2 separate regions of the Rattus norvegicus genome follow, and region 2 is linked to region 1. The links are chromatin contacts, called in public Hi-C maps. All regions are on one chromosome and are shown on one strand. The core of a region is the stretch at or near the end of the contact, and the rest is flanking DNA. Distances in the headings are between cores, read along the strand shown. Region 1 overlaps Slc26a9 (solute carrier family 26 member 9). Region 2 has its middle 6.5 kb from the start of Rab29.

Evidence for each region. Hi-C and Micro-C count contacts between places; a contact is called where the count stands out from the background.
Region 2: a Hi-C map of kidney shows a contact between it and region 1, with 2.3 times the contacts expected there. The contact joins two enhancer-like sites. A contact is called at or near these places in 4 of 12 Hi-C or Micro-C datasets (Schwann cells, kidney and psoas muscle).

Annotation. Positions count from the first base shown.
Region 1 is chr13:45,755,707-45,758,747 of GRCr8, reverse strand. Slc26a9 (solute carrier family 26 member 9) reads right to left here. Exons shown (of 21, transcript NM_001107172.1): 21 at 2,206-3,041. Among named protein-coding and RNA genes, the nearest start is that of Slc26a9, 27 kb to the right of the region's middle. Within about 2 kb of position 1,752, at least 21 of the 93 cell types and tissues checked have an H3K27ac peak or open chromatin away from gene starts, as enhancers often do. A contact at or near this core is called in kidney, where this site is marked.
Region 2 is chr13:45,852,146-45,854,974 of GRCr8, reverse strand. No RefSeq gene overlaps it. Among named protein-coding and RNA genes, the nearest start is that of Rab29, 6.5 kb to the left of the region's middle. Within about 2 kb of position 1,329, at least 1 of the 93 cell types and tissues checked has an H3K27ac peak or open chromatin away from gene starts, as enhancers often do. A contact at or near this core is called in kidney, where this site is marked.

The DNA.
Region 1 (3,041 bases), core at 503-3,002:
TTTGGACCAAGATATCACAAAAACAATCTCTAGACTATGTACTGAAATTTTTCTCCACTGAAACCTCTTGGGCCAGGTCTGCATAGTTCACATCACCACCCGCACCCATGTCTTCCTTATTCCTACCAGGATGACCCATTAAGCCTCACTTAAAGCATTCCACTGCTTTCCAAACCCAAAGTTCCCAAATCCACATTCCTAAACAAAAACATGATCAGGCCTATCACACCAAAACCTCGCTCCCTGGTACCAACTTCTGTCTTAGTTAGGGTTTTATTGCTATGAAGAGACACCATGACCCAGGCAACTCTTATATTGGGACAACACTTAATTGGGGCTGGCTTACACTTGTTCAGAGGTTCAGCCCATTATCATCATGGTGGGAAGCATGGCAGTATCCAGGCAGGCATGGTGCTGGAGGAGCCGAGAGTTCTACATCCTGTTTTGAAGACAAACAGGAAGAGATTGTCTCCCACATGGCTAGGAGAAGGGTCTCGAAGCCCACACTGACAGTGACATACTTCCTAGTGCCACTCCCTGGGCCAAGCGTATTCAAACCACCACATTTTCTAATAAACCTTTCATAGATGTAGAAGAGTTGATGGGAGGGTCTGCAGAAGATATGAGGAGAGTTTGACTCTCCCCCCCACCCCCTCTGTGTTTTGAGATAGTGTCTCCTGTCAGATTCTTTATATAGCCAAGGATGGCCTAGAACTCTTGATCCTCCTGCTTCTATCTCCCAAGTTCTGGGATTATAGGTGTGCACCACTACCCCAAACTGTTAAACTTCCTTCCTAGTTACAGAAGCACAGAATTGGCTCTCCAAAGTGGCATTCAGAATTGACTCTCCAAAGCGGGGCTGACTAAGTGGGCCCTCAGCTCAATCTTCTCTCTCCAATCTGCCCTTAGCCTGGCTCATCAAAATGTATTCATTGCAAGGAAAAAAAATATCTGCAGTCATGCTGGGAGACTCATGAGGAAACCTCACACCTCAGTCTCCTCTCAGGGTGACACAGAGCAAAAGCCCATTGTCTGGAGGGATCTTCTTGGCACTCCTCAAAACCTCTTCATCACACACACACACATTCACATTTCAAGACCACTTTATTACCAAAACAAACAAAGGAGACTGGCATTTAAATAAATTATACAAATATCTCAAGAGGTAAGGTTTGCAGCCTTCCCAGGGAATCTCTGTTATAGGACAGTGTCTGTAAGGACATGCACAGGTGGTGAAAATCTGGATTTCTCTCTTCCCTCACACCCTCCCTTCCTGCTTCAGACATATCCAGGGCAGAGTCTTGTGTGGTGTTTATGTTCTTCCCCAAGAGTTGCAACTGTAGAGGTTTTCTTCAGCACCCTTTTTGGCACCCCTGCACCCTCTATTTCTAACCATACCTTCACCCTGGGTTCTGTGAGTGTGTATAGACTCGACATGTTGCAGATCCACACCCCCAAGCTCCAAACTGTGAGCCCGAAGTTCCTTTCAGTCCCAGGCCTGGTCTGCAGGTTAATGGGATCTAGATACTTGGTTTAAAGGGGATTTATAATGTCCTGAGGCTCTGTGACCTTCTCTCTGCTTCCTGGACTTTGGAAGAGGTGGAGTAGGGGAGGGTAGATTGTCATTGGCTGGGGTTCTCTTCCTCCTGGAATTTGGCACTTTTGAGTGCAGGGCACAGTGAATCCCAGATAACATTGTCTTTCCTCCTTCCAAGTTTTGGGCTCCCTTGGCAGCCAGACGGCATAATGAATTCACTGAGAAGGAGCAGCTGTGGCCAAGAATGTGTTGGCTCCTTGTCAGAGCCCTGTGCTTTAACTCTATGAAGACCAGCTCACCAGCTTACCTAACACACAGACACATAACGAAGATCAGGCTGGAGTTAATAATTGGGTTATTTTCCCCGGGTTGGGCCAGCCCAACCCATTGGCACAGGGGTCATTGCATTGAAGAAACTTGGAGAACAAAGAGGAGAGGCCAGATTTTCTGTGTACTTTCATGGTAGCTTTTTATAAGGTTGTGTGTATGTGTATGTATATGTGTTTGTGTGTGTGTGTGTGTGTGTGTGTGTGTGTGTGTGTGTGTGTGGAGAGAGAGAGAGAGAGAGAGAGAGAGAGAAGACCTATTTACTTTTAAGTCAACAGTAGGATATCTCTAAATATCTCTCCGTTTACCTGAGAATTTAACTCCTACTGTCCCTTTTCCTAGAGTAAAAGGGTCAGGAGATTGTTAAGAATTCCATGTAGAGGGATATCCAGTCGGGAATAGTCTTTCACATCTATACCCAGTAGGGCTTTGAAGTTGGTACCTCAGGAGTTCACAGCTCTGGGGTACAGGCTGATAAGGGAGGGTTCAAATGACCAGCCCTTTCCAAGTGAAAATGGACATGGCAGATTTCCCAAGCGGAGGCAATATGGGCTCTGAGGTCAGGTGGACGGTCAGGGCCTAGGACCCACCAGTTTGCCTGGAGTTTACATTAGCAACCTATTACTCCTTCCATGTGTCCAGTAAAGAGGGTTTCTTAGAAGATTTTGTGCAGAATAGCTGCTGTTGTATCCAAGGATTCTGCCAATCTGTTCCCCAGAATGGGGCAGCCTCCAGGTGGGGAAGATTCAGAAGGTGAAGTCAGCCCCCTGGTGGGCTGTCCTTGGAGAGGTAGTGCTGGTAATCTTGAGGGTTCTACTCACTGCCCAACCCAGAGTCTGAAGTGTGGACAGCAGTGGAGGCCTGGGCAGTCTTAGGGCAATGAGAGAGAAATGGGCACAAAGACAGAGACTCCTGGATTGTCGGCAGTACCGTGTCTTTGAGGCACAAAGCTAACAGCTAGGAGGGACAAAGTTTCAACATTCTAACCCCACTCATCCCTGTGACCCACGATAGCCTGAAACCTTCTGAGGCCAAATCAATCAGGACACAGACCTGCATCCCAGCTCAGCACAGTGGCTCTCATCATTCTGTTCTTAGCTCACTCTTAAGGCTGGAAGTCAAGGTGTCCATCAGCTGCCATGGGTGGGGCTTGTGCAGATGGGTGTGGCTTGTGTAG
Region 2 (2,829 bases), core at 80-2,579, 97 kb before region 1:
TCCATAAAACACCTCTGGATTTTAGCACCATTGCCTAGAATACCCACTCATTCAATTGCCCCTCCCCAAATGGGTATTGCCCTTTGCCTAAGATGAGTACCATCTCTCGTTCTCCTCAGTTCTTTGGTCCTGCCTTTCTTCTTCATGTAAATTGCTATGCTTTGATTTTTGTTAATCAGCCTGTATGTAAACTCTAGCGGCACAACTGGCTAACAGAACTTACATAGAGCCAGGGTTGGGAGCGCAGATGTCCCACACGGGAGCACCCCAGTGAACCGCTCTCCGGGACCCGAGGGCTTGCATTTTGTTTATTTTCTCTTTAATTCATCCCGGAGAGACTTCTCTAAAACTTTATTGTTTCTTCATTGTCAACTGACTGTCTTTCCCAAACTGACCAACCGTCCCAGAAGTATTCATAGTTTTCTACGCACATGTTTCATCCTCTTAACCGAATTACCAACTTTATCTTGCCCGGTCTTAAGTGGGAATTGCCCTCCTCCCCAAATACGAGGTCTTATACATTTTTTAATTTTTCTAATTTAAAAATTTTTTGACAGTGCCCTGTTATGTGGATAAATTGGAATTCGCAGCAATCTTATGCCTCAGCCTCCAAGTGCTGAGTTTAGCTACCCAGCATAATCCACTCCATATTCTCACACCCCGAACCCCCACCTCATCCGCCCCTTCGGGGTCTCCCTGTCCAGGTCAGTCTGTTGGACTAACTCTCGTGCCTGCTGTATAATAGATGAGGCCTCAACCACTAACTCATACCCCAGTCAGCTTCAAAAGCCCAGTTCCGATTCTGACTTTGTCTGTCTACCTAGGAAGTTTCACCCATTGAAATATTCTTCACGTTTCCTCTACACAACTACATCTTCCTGCACTTTGAAAGTCTCAAACTGACTGTGCCAGCAGTAGCACAGGCCTTTAATCCCAGCTCTGTAGACAGAGGCAGGAGCGTCTCTGCGTTTGAGGCCAGCCTGGTCTACAGAGTGAGTTCCAGGACAGCCAGGGCGAGGCAGAAAAACCGGATCTTGAACTGCTTTCCCTGCCTGCACCTCCCCTCCCCCCAGTAAAAGGAGCGTTTCAAACTTTAGCATGCTTAAGGATCCTCTAAGGTTTTTGGTAAGAAGGGCTCTGATAGTATTTGTGTAAGTACTTCTGTGTACGTATTTGTGATTCTCAGAGCAGGTTCTAAACTGAGGAAGCCGCTGAGGGCCTGATTGAAGAATCAGCACATCATAAATTGTCCCTTGTTAGTGCTGCCAACCTTTCTACTTAGGTCTTCTTCCACTCTGTTGCTGTTCTGTTTGACTTTTGGTTACATAACTATGTAACAGCTGGGGTTTAGAAACGACTCAGCCGTTAAGGGCACCTGGCATCTGTGCCAGACGACCCAGGTTTAAGTTCCAACACCTGCATGGCGGCTCAAACCCATCTGGTGACGCAATCATCTGTAACTCCACAATGACTTCTTGGGCTGCTGTATGCAGGTAGTGCACTTATGTGCAGGAAAAACAGCCATACACATAAAAATAATGCATTCAAGAATATATATTTTTGGCATTATGTGACAGTTTATAATTATTTGACTTACAAGTGACCAGCATGTTGCAAAGCAAATGAGCACTTCAAGGGTTTGTGTTTGGCCCGGGCTTCTGGGAGAAGAACTAGTAGATTAATAATAATAAAGGTGTGTGTGTGGGGGGTCAAGTCTTTTTTTTTTTTTTTCTTTTTTTTTTTTTTTTTTTCAGAGCTGGGGACCGAACCCAGGGCCTTGCGCTTGCTAGGCAAGCACTCTACTACTGAGCTAAATCCCCAACCCCCATGGGGGTCAAGTCTTCAGAGGGAAAATATACAAGTCTGTTGCTCTCCAAAGTCACAGGGTTTCTGCCAAAGGAGGAATCATAGGCCAGGCCTGACAGCTCAGCTGTAACCTCAGCACCTTAGGAGGCAAAGGTAGGAGAATTAGAAGTCAAAAGTTCAGGGCTGGAAAGATGGCTTCATAGTTAAGAGCACAGCCCACCTTGAAGAGGACCTAGGTTCAGTTCCCAGCACCCACCTGGCAGGCTACAAACTTACTACTGTAACTCTAGTTCAAGGGATTCAACGACCTCTCCTGATCGGATTGGGTGTTTTCAGGGTGGTTTGCCTATAGACACTGACAGCCTCTTCTGTCCCCCGCTGGCACCAGACACACAACTGGCACACATACACTCATGTAGGCAAAGCACTCCCATGAATAAAATGTTATTAAAAAGTCAGAAGTTCAAACTTTAAAGTCAATAATGAAAAGGAAAGAAACATAATCTTACTCCTTTAATGGAGTCTTCCTTTCTTATTAAACCATCACTCTGATTGTAGTTTCCCAGGGAGAGAGTTGTAAAGATGAGACAGGAAATCTGGAAACTTGCATTGTGTGTACAGTTTTGGAACAGAGTTTGGAAGCCAAGGACAGTGGTCACCTTTGCACGGTCACCATCACTCTTCTGATAGATGTCTGCATTCCTCATTTCTCACTTTCTGCTTTTCATCTTTTACTCTGAAATATTTTTGACCTTGCCAAAGAGAACAATTCACACCAGCTTGCTCTGTCACTGCATTTATCAATGACGATGAGCTAATCTGGATGGTCAGCATATGGAATTTAGAATCACCATGGGGATTGGGGGTGGGGGGGGTGGGGCTGGAGAGATGGCTCAGCAGTTAAGAGCGCTAACTGTTCTTCCTAGAGGTCCTGAGTTCAAATCCCAGCAACCACATGGTGGCTCATAATGGAATCTGACGCCCTCTTGTGGTATGTCTGAAGACAACAACAGTGTACTCATA